Regions from separate parts of the Sus scrofa genome. Here region 2 is linked to region 1. A link is a contact called in public HiChIP or PLAC-seq data. All regions are on one chromosome and are shown on one strand. Each heading gives the region's core, a stretch centred on a gene start, on an enhancer-like site or on the middle of the called end of the contact. The rest is flanking DNA. Distances are from core to core; before and after follow the strand shown.

The links. HiChIP or PLAC-seq counts read pairs in DNA pulled down with a chosen protein or histone mark.
Region 2: a contact with region 1 is called in an H3K27ac HiChIP or PLAC-seq map of alveolar macrophages. The contact joins the promoter of ELOVL7 here to the promoter of DEPDC1B in region 1. A contact is called at or near these places in 1 of 5 promoter capture datasets (liver), 8 of 47 Hi-C or Micro-C datasets (blood, embryonic fibroblasts, fetal heart ventricle and 4 more) and 1 of 2 datasets of contacts at active chromatin or transcription factors (alveolar macrophages).

Annotation. Positions count from the first base shown.
Region 1 is chr16:39,557,002-39,561,480 of Sscrofa11.1, reverse strand. DEPDC1B (DEP domain-containing protein 1B) reads left to right here and starts at 2,736. Exons shown (of 11, transcript XM_003133987.6): 1 at 2,736-3,750. The coding sequence starts at 3,496.
Region 2 is chr16:39,676,523-39,681,523 of Sscrofa11.1, reverse strand. ELOVL7 (elongation of very long chain fatty acids protein 7) reads left to right here and starts at 1,251. Exons shown (of 8, transcript XM_021077108.1): 1 at 1,251-1,463.

The DNA of each region.
Region 1 (4,479 bases), core at 1,487-3,986:
TTTTTTTTTTTTTTTTTTTTTTTTTTTTTTTAAGATACTGTTCTTAAAATTGGGTTACAGTGGGAAACAAGAGTCCCTGATCTCATGGGTGTATAATCTGGACAGAGCAAAGGTTCACAGCTGGATCAGGGCCAGTACTTTTTTTATTCTGCTGAAATAAAATTCATAAATGGCCATGCATACATATATACCTACACGTAATGAAAATTAACACAATATTCTTTTGTGCAAAGTAAAATTTAAAGGAAGTAATTTATAATAAAACAATATTCATTTCAAAGTTTAACTAAATATCAGAGTTTTCAGTGGGTTAAGGATCCAATGTAGTCAATGCAGCAGCTCGGGTGGCTGCTGTGGCATGAGTTAGATCCTTGGGCTGGAAACTTTTCTGCATGCCACAGGGGTGGCCAACATTTTTTTTTTTGTGTGTCTTTTGTCTTTTTTAGGGCCACACCACGGCATATGGAGGTTCCCAGGCTAGGGGTCGAATCGGAGCTGTAGCCACAGGCCTACGCCAGAGCCACAGCAACGCGGGATCCGAGCCGCGTCCGCAACCTACACCACAGCTCACGGCAACGCCGGATCGTTAACCCACTGAGCAAGGGCAGGGACCGAACCCGAACCTCTGGTTCCTAGTCGGATTCGTTAACCACTGCGCCACGACGGGAACTCCCCAATTTTTTTTTTAAATAAATACCTAAGCATGATTACATCAGAAAGAAATAATGAAATAGGCAAGTACTTACATCTTCTTATAAAAATTAATTTGGCTTAAAGAGAAGTAAAGATAAAGCCAACTAAATATTGTTGTAATTTTCCCTTATATTTGGTATTTTGAAATAAGGACTAAGTAAGTATATAGCATCTTTATTTATAATTTCCATGAACTGAGCAGTTACAGATACAGAATGACCCAAATATGTTTTAAACATCACAAACTGCACTGCCATCATTGATGATCTTGTGACATGGTGAAAAACTTTTAGTACAGTCCCAAACGAGACAGAGTATGATATTCCTGGAAACTTCAGTGTGCATTCAAACTGGCCCAAACTATTCTTTTTTTTTTTTTTTTTTTTCTTTTTTGTCTTTTGTCTTTTTAGGGCCACACCCCGTTGCATATGGAGGTTCCCAGGCTAGGGGTCAAATTGGAGCTTTAGCTGCTAGCCTACACCACAGCCACAGCAACTCAGGATCTGAGCCTAGTCTGTGACCTACACCACAACTCAGGGCAACACTGGATCCTAACCCACTGATTAAGGCCAGGGATCGAACCTGCGTCCTCATGGATACTAGTCAGTTTTGTCAACCACTGAGCCACAACAGGAACTCCTGGCTCAAACTATTCTTTATTTTACACGTAAAACAGAGTTAGGTTCTAGGCTCAGATAATTACAAACAGGTTTTTCACTTACCTGAGTATCCAATGGACACTAAAAATCACACAGAACATGGGCCAATTGTAGGTTGTGTGCCCTGACTTAAGAATCAGAGGATATCTCTCCCCTAGTCTCTACCCCCAAAATACCAGTGTGGCCCTCCTCTCTTTTTGAAAACCAGAAAACCTAACAAATGCCCCAAATGCTCCCAGAAGCTGGAGCTCCTTCATTTGATAACCATTATCCTAGAGGTAGAAGATAAAAAAAATAAGTAAATATATTTAAGTGCTCAGAAGGAAATAAAATGGTGCAAGAGTGTGTGAGTGTGTGTGTGTGTGTGTGTGTGTGTGTGTGTGGCTTTTCTATACAGGAAGGTCGAGGAAGGCTTTTCTAAAGTTGGCAGCATATGATTTGAGACCTGAATGGTGAGAGACGGCCTTGCAAAGTACTGGGGCAAGAATGTTCCTGGCGGGGGAAGCCAGCAAAGACTGTGAGGTGAGAACCCAAAGAGGATCATCATGTTGCCTAGGGCAAGAGACAGAAAGCACTGATATTTTAGGGCAGAGAGAGGGTGAGAAATTTCTCAGTTATTTTTATGTGATGCTGAAAAGCTGGTAGATGATCAGCTGCCCAGTTTAAACTACATTCACAAAGACTGTCTCAGTGGCCTCTGATATGTGGATTATTGGGAGATATGCCTTTCCAGTAAAAGGAATTATATTTATTGTCTACGGTTCATGACAGACTCTTCAGAAAATGCTCAGGAAGCAGGGCATAATGTTTTCTTCCCTCCTTTTTTTTTTTTTTTTTTGTCTTTTCTAGGGCCGCGCCCATGGCATATGGAGGTTCCCATGCTAGGGGTCTAATTGGAGCTACATCTGCTGGCCTAAGCCACAGCCACAGCAACTCCAGATCAGAGCCATGTCTAAGACCTACACCACAGCTCACAGCAACACCAGATCCTTAACCCACTGAGCGAGGCCAGGGATTGAACCCACAACCTCATGGTTCTAGTTGGATTCGTTAACCACTGAGTCACAACGGGAACTCCCCTTCCTTCCTTCCTTTCTTGTCATTTTGTCTTTCTAGGGCCACACCCATGGCATATAGAGGTTCCCAGGCTAGGTGCCCAATTGGAGCTACAGCTGCTGGCCTACACCAGAGCCACTGAAACAGGGGATCTGACAGCATCTTTGACCTACACCACAGCTCAGGGCATCTCAGGATCCTTAACCCACTGATGGAGGTCAGGGATGGAATTTGTGTCCTCATGGCTGCTAGATTTGTTTCCTCTGAGCCACGTGGAAGATGGGAACTCCTGTATTGCCTTTTCTGATTACAAAAGTAATATATATGTATCATCTCAGGAATTTTGAGGGCTTTCTAAAATGCAGCTGAGGACATACCTAAAGCAGCAAAGGGAGGAAGAGTATTAACAGAGGGTGGGAGTCTGATCCTTTGCTCTTTCTCATGATATTGCATCCTGAATACTCGCTCAGGTGACCAGATTTGAATTTTGAACTCTAGTAGTAGGTATAGAGTGGTGACTTCATTTGTCCCTTTAAACAATTGCAAATTAGACAATCAATTCCTAGCGGGAAAATTCTAAGCAGCAAAAAAAAAAGGCTCACAGCCCTGTGGCAAAAGACTGAAAATTTCAGTCCAGTCCAAAAAAACAAAGAAAAATTCCAGGGAAAGATGAGTCTACCAAAAAAAAAAAAAAAAAAACAAAAAACAAAAAACCCCACAAAAAACACACAAAAAACAAACAACAACAACAACAACAAAAAACTACACAGGAAGCTGAATCGGGCTCTTTCCCAGCTCTTTAGTGTTCTAATTCGCTGTCGACACTCCCTGTGGCCAAGTGCTCTTATCTAGCTTTTTCAAGCGTTCCTCCATTTGAAGAGTCTGTCCACTCGCCTCATTTCACCACCTGCTTCTCCCAATCTCAGTTGCACCGCCAGGTTCACGGTGCACTTGGAAGGGTGGACAGGAATTTATCTATTCAGTGCGGCTCGGCTTCGGTCACTGAATTACACAGGTCCATCGATCCTTCGTGCGGAGACTGCCTGCGACTGGGTGCGGGGGCTCCTCCACTGTAGCTGTGAGCCTAATGATCGCAAGCCTGCGGGAGGTCTCCGAGGAGACGCCCACCTCCCGCTCCCTGGGTTACCGGCGGTCCCGCCCCTCAGTTCCCGTCACGTGCCGCCGCGCCGCCCAATCAGCGCCCGAAGCGCGCACGCTCAGGATTCAAACTGCGGCGCCTGGGGCTTTCGGGGATTCCACTTGGTGCGGCTGCAGCCCCGGCTGCATGAGGGCCATGGAGCACCGCATCGTGGGGCCTGGGCCATACCGGGCCACCAAGCTGGTGAGTATACGTGCGGGAGTCTGGGCGGAGCCTCCGGCTCCGCGATCTCTGGCCTGACTGCCAACCGCGTACTCAGTCCTAGCTTCTTCAGGGCAGGCCAGGCCTACCTAGGTCTGGGGGCGGAGGTGTTTCAGGTCCGCGGCGGTGTTCCTGGCAGATGCCCAAAGAAAGGCTAACCAGCCGGCCCCCTCCTGTCGGGGGGAGGGGGCAGCTTTAATCCCGAGAAATTGGCTGGGTTGTCGCCAATCAACGGCTTCTCCCAATTTAAAGCTCCGGGAAAACAAGGGTGACACTCCCGCTCCCTTCTCCTTGCCCTCCGGAGTCCAGCGCCTCCAGCTGGGAGAGGAAAGGCCCAGTCCGTGACTTTAGGGCCACCCACCTCCTGTAACTCTCACCCTTCGCTGAAGTCCTGGCAGGGCGTGTATCCGTCCTGAGTGCCAATTGTGGTGACACTTGAGGTTCTAACGGTGCCCACAATATAAGAGAATCGCCCTGGCAGTTTCCGGCTCCTGACGTTTCTGTTTTTGTCAGCACCCACCTTAAAGAGGGGTGTGGCCCCGGACTGGTGGTTTTAAAGAGCCTTTGCTGACCCTGATGGCCATGGTTGCTGCCTTTTTTCCTGGGTGAAGATATTTGGTAATCACAGTTCTGAGGCATACTTCCTATCTTTGTGACCTGGAGCTTTTGTGATTTTAGCGATTTCCGTTTCAACGGATTACGTGGTGGAAT
Region 2 (5,001 bases), core at 2-2,501, 120 kb before region 1:
CAAGCTGGGATTTTCTTAAATTTAAGCTTTCGTGTTTTTTGCTTTTTCCTCAGTGGCCACTATGGGGGCTCTCCAAGGTTTGTGTAAAGCATTTAAAATCTCATATTGGTTCCTTGGAGGCCTAGCAGTTTTGGATAGGCATTGTCACTACTGTGGTGGAGGTCAGTCCCTGGCCTGGGAACTTTTGTATGCCACGGGTGCAGCCCACAACACAGCAACAACAGCAACAACAAAATAAAAACTCTGTTGACTACCTAGAATTAGGTGGTGGAAAGCAACACCTGCATGTGAGGAAAACAGCTTGTGGCTCATTAAGTGTTCTCTTTACCCTCCCTCCTGGATTATCCGGATCTTTTTGTTCTGATCCAGGCTTAAAAGTCACAGGTCACATTAATGAGGTGCACTGGTTAGGGATTGCAACCCCTCACGTTATTTTTCACTTTTCTAGAAACAGCTCAAATCTAGTTCTTGGTTTTTGCCTCCTGGGCAAATAACTTCTTGGGACTCTTGTTTTGTCTTCCAGCTATTGATGCCAGGGTTCCAAAACATGACAGCGATTTGGAGGATCATGATCAGACACAAAGCCAAGTCAGTTAAAAAATAATGGAGCGCGCATAACGCCTAACATTCATCCTCCCCACAACTCAGCCCAAGAGTGGATAAGGAGACATCAACGTGCCAGATTTTGTTTGCTGCAGCAGCTGCCGTTACTAACCAGAGCAAAAAAGTTAACTTAGATTATATACAATTTGCTCTTCATTGCTCTAAAAGTCCCCTTCGCTCCGCAATATTTGCGGCAATTCTCCAGTTTTTAATAAGCAGAGGACGGAGCTGATCCAAATTACGCTTACAGCCGCTGTTGGGTCTGACCTCCATTTTAGATAATGAGTTAACCTTCTGAATAGCCTTTTCAGGACCAAGAACCTCTTTTTTCTCGCTCTCCCCCACCGGCCTCAGATTTTTCTACAACTCAATCCTGAGTCATGCATGACGACAGTTTTCACACTATGTTAAGGCTCGAGATGACCTGAGGTGATAGCATTTGTGCTCAGAAGGCAATGTAATTACTCCAGAGGCCAGAACGGATCTCTCCAATCGGTCTTGGGTCCCCTGTCCCAGCCGCGCACCGAGTCACAGGGCTTCCAGCTAGGCGGAGGTGGGGCAACCGAGGCCGCGCGCTCTTCCCGGCCGCTCCCTCCCGGCGGGCGGCGGGCTCCTCCCCGCGGCCCTCGCGGGTACCTGGCTGCAGAGGCGGCGGGCGGGCGGGCAGGGGGCGGCGCTGCGTGGCGTCACGCGGCGGGGTGGGAGAGCGGGCAGGTGACACCCCGGCGGCCTCCGCCTCTTTTCCAGCTTGGTCTGCGGCCGGGGCAGCAGGGGCCGCTGTGAGGAGCTCCAAGCTCGCGCCGCAGCCCGCCGCCGCCCTCTGCTCCCGTGTCCGGGGATTCGGCTCCACTCTCCGCCGGGTGAGTACGGGGCTCCCAGTAGGTGGTTTGGGGCCGAACTTTTCCGGGTCGGAGAGGCGATGGAAGGAGAGAGACCCCGGGGGCTGGGATTCGGGGGTGGCCGGGTGAAAAGAACTCGGGCGCGGCGCGCGAGGAGCGAGATCCGGGTCCCGAAGACTGGAGAGCCCGGCCAGGCCCTGTCTGGACTCTGGGGGGCGCTTCTCAAGTGCCCGCCGCACCGACTGCGGGTTCCCCGGGCTGGGGCCCTTCCCGCTGGAGGGCGGGGCCGCCGCGCTCACCTGCGCCCTCCGGGGGAGACCCCGCGGATCCCAGCATCCCAAGGGGACGGCGGTCCCAGCCGCCCCGGGGCTTTGAGCCTCCAGCGAGCGCTCCCTTGGGATGCGGCCCTGCTGTTCCGGGTGGGAGGGCAAAGGTGCTCGCCTGTGGGACTGAGAGAGGGACCTGCTCGACCTTGACCGTCGGGGTCACTTTCCCAGCTCTGGGATCTGGCCTCGCTCGCCATCCCTCCAAATCCCCAAGCCCCTTTCTTTCTGTTACTTTTTTTTCTGGGGCGCTTTTGTGTCCTCAAGGCTGGAATGAACTTGGGGCGCTGCTCTTGCAGCGGGGCGCTGTCTCTGGCTTCTCGAACTGCATCCTGTCCCGGCGGCGGCCGCTTGAGAGTGATGAGTACAGAGCGGTAGAGCAGGTCGTGCCGGAGATGGAAATCGGAAAGCCTGTTGTTTCATCTCCCAAGGTATCGGTGGTTAGGAAATGGGCCTTACCCCCTAATCAGCCAGCGCTGATTCAAACTTACCGGATGCCGAGAGAGCGCTCTTTCGTGCTCCCTGGGGGGGAAGCTGGGACAGGAAGGATTTGGTGTCTACTCTGTCCAGCTCGCTGTGTGGTTGGGAAAACAAGTCCCACACCGACTGAAGAATAGTTTTGGCGAGCCAAGCCTTTTTCCTCTTGCTAAGATATCCCCTCGAAAAGCGTTTTCACTTAACCCTATACTCGCAGGTTACTCTTTATGGACTCCTCGCTTTTAACTGCTGTGAAAGAGTCGTGAATATACTTTGTGGTTGCCTCTGCCTTCTTATCAATCACTTACTTGTTAATTCTCTTACTTTGTAGTTTCTGCTCCTACTGCTGGCCAGAAATTGTTGCCCCATCAAGGTCACTAAAAGTTAAATCTTCTCCCCGCAGTGGCAGGCCTTTATCGAGTGCTTCCCTGCCGGGCACTGTTCTTGCATCAGTGAACTTGTATCAACTCTTTTAATCCTTGCAGCAATCCTATGGGATAAATGATAACATTATCCTCATTTTACAGATGAGGAAGCTTGAGACACAGGAACTTGCCCAAGAGACACTAATAGCTGAAGGGGATTGCAACTCAGGGAGTTCTGGTCTAGCACTGGGGCTGTTGACCACTGTGTTTACTGCCTCACCTGGAGTTCCTTTCTTCCTCCTTACTTTCCCAGAGTCCTGTGCTGTTTCATGCTTCACCGACCAGGCTCCCATTCTCAAGGTCCCTCTTTCCCTTCTTCTATAACTTTGTACTCATTTAGTTTTTTGTTTGTGTGTTTTGTTTGTTTTCACACAGAACTTTGTTACTTCTGTTATGGCTGCTACTTTCCATGTATCTTCTTCACTTTTAGTGTAGCATGTAGTGTCTGTTAGTGCATAGCAAAACTTTCCATTTGAACTTGTCCCAAAGCATTTCTAGTTAAGATCATTTATGTCAGCCTCCCTCCCTTTAGACTAGGCACCCAGGTGCACAACTCAGCTTCACGTTTCTCTCAGTCTTGAAATCTCTATTAAACTTTTACTTTGTCTCTTCCTTCTAGCCTTTGTCAATCTTACCCCCTTCACCTTCTTCTCTTACTCAGTCTCCCTCTTCCCCACTTCTGAACATTCACTTAACACTTATATCATTACTTTACTGTTGGTTGACTTCTTTCCTAAATGTTTGGTGTTCACAGAAAGGTTGTAAACAACTTAGGAAAGTGACTCTTTGCGCCTTATGATTAATAGTTGCTTGATGTGTGTTTGCAGAATATGGTGCAAAATGAATTAAGGGAGCACAAATGGAGTGGGTTGAATGATGCTGGAAAACTTTCTGAAAATTTTAAGCCAAGTTTTAGAGGAGGTTAGGGAGTTTACACTGGTAGACATGGAGGAGCTGGCAGGCATTGTAGAGGAAGCGTGGAAAGTCTCTGCCATCTCTTTTGCTGCAGACAGGAATCTGGCCATCCTGGCTAAACATTCCATTTAGAAATATAATGGGAGTTCCAGTCGTGGCTCAGTGGTTAACAAATCCAACTAGGAACCATAAGGTTGTGGGTTTGATCCCTGGCCTCACCCAGTAGGCTGGGGATCTGGCATTGCTGTGAGCTGTGGTGTAGGTTGCAGATTCATCTCGGATCTGGTGTTACTGTGGCTGTGGCTGTGGCATAGGCCGGTGGCTGCAGCTCTGATTGGACCCCCTAGCCTGGAAACCTCCATATGCCATGGGTGCAGCCCTAGAAAAGACAAAAAAAAAAAAAAAAAAAAAAAAAAAAAAAAGAAGTGTAATGAAGTGGGGCCGAATTGGTAGAGAACCAAAGAGAACCTTGCAAAACAAGATATGAAACCACCATGAGTTACAAGCAAAAACCTAGTTTCTTGAAAAATAGAAACATGCATAAAAATGCATAAAACATAAATAAGAGATTACCACAGCGGATATATTTAGCAATAGAATGACTGTCTTGTTCTGGCAGTAGATATGATAGTTGGATGAGACTGCAGAAAGGCCAAATGGGAATCTTTTCTCAAAGCCTTGACACAAGGTAATGTGGGCCCGAACTAATCTGAGAGGCATTATCAAGGAAGAATTGGTTATGTTTGGGGAGGTTCGAGGTGAGGGGAAATGAAAACTGGAAGGAGGACTAAAATGGTGAGGTTAGAGAGCCAAGAGGAGAGTTTTGACCCCCTGAGCATGATTCTACCACAATAAATATTTTTTGGTTTTACCTTTGCCTCTTTCCATTTTTCTATGTATATTTTCCTACATCATACTACATATAGGATTTGAGTATTTTGTATTTTTCCTGTAGTCATAGTAAGCATTTTTCATCTTATAGAATTTCCAAACTGCTATTGTTTGGATTATATTTCCAATAATTATAACATAATTTTCTTAACTAATCCACTATTGAACAGAAATACTAGCAGTAGTTATAAACAACTCAGGTTACAGTGATGTTTACCTTGGCAAATATGTCATTTTACAAATTGAGGTTTGCTTCTTTATGCTAGACATTGGAATTACATTAAAAAAAAAAAAAAAACAACCTCTGTCCTCAGAGAATTTCTGATCAAGTTGAAGAAATAGGGCTTTTTTCTAATTTGTTTCATTGTTTATTCTCCCTGGTGCACTATACATACAAACATCGACTTTAGAATATGGAAGAATAGCTATTTATCAAACAATCTTGGAGCCTTTGTATATATAATAGCATGTTAGACTGAGAACTAATCTTGAATTTTAATAAAACACACCATATAGCATGGAAAGAAG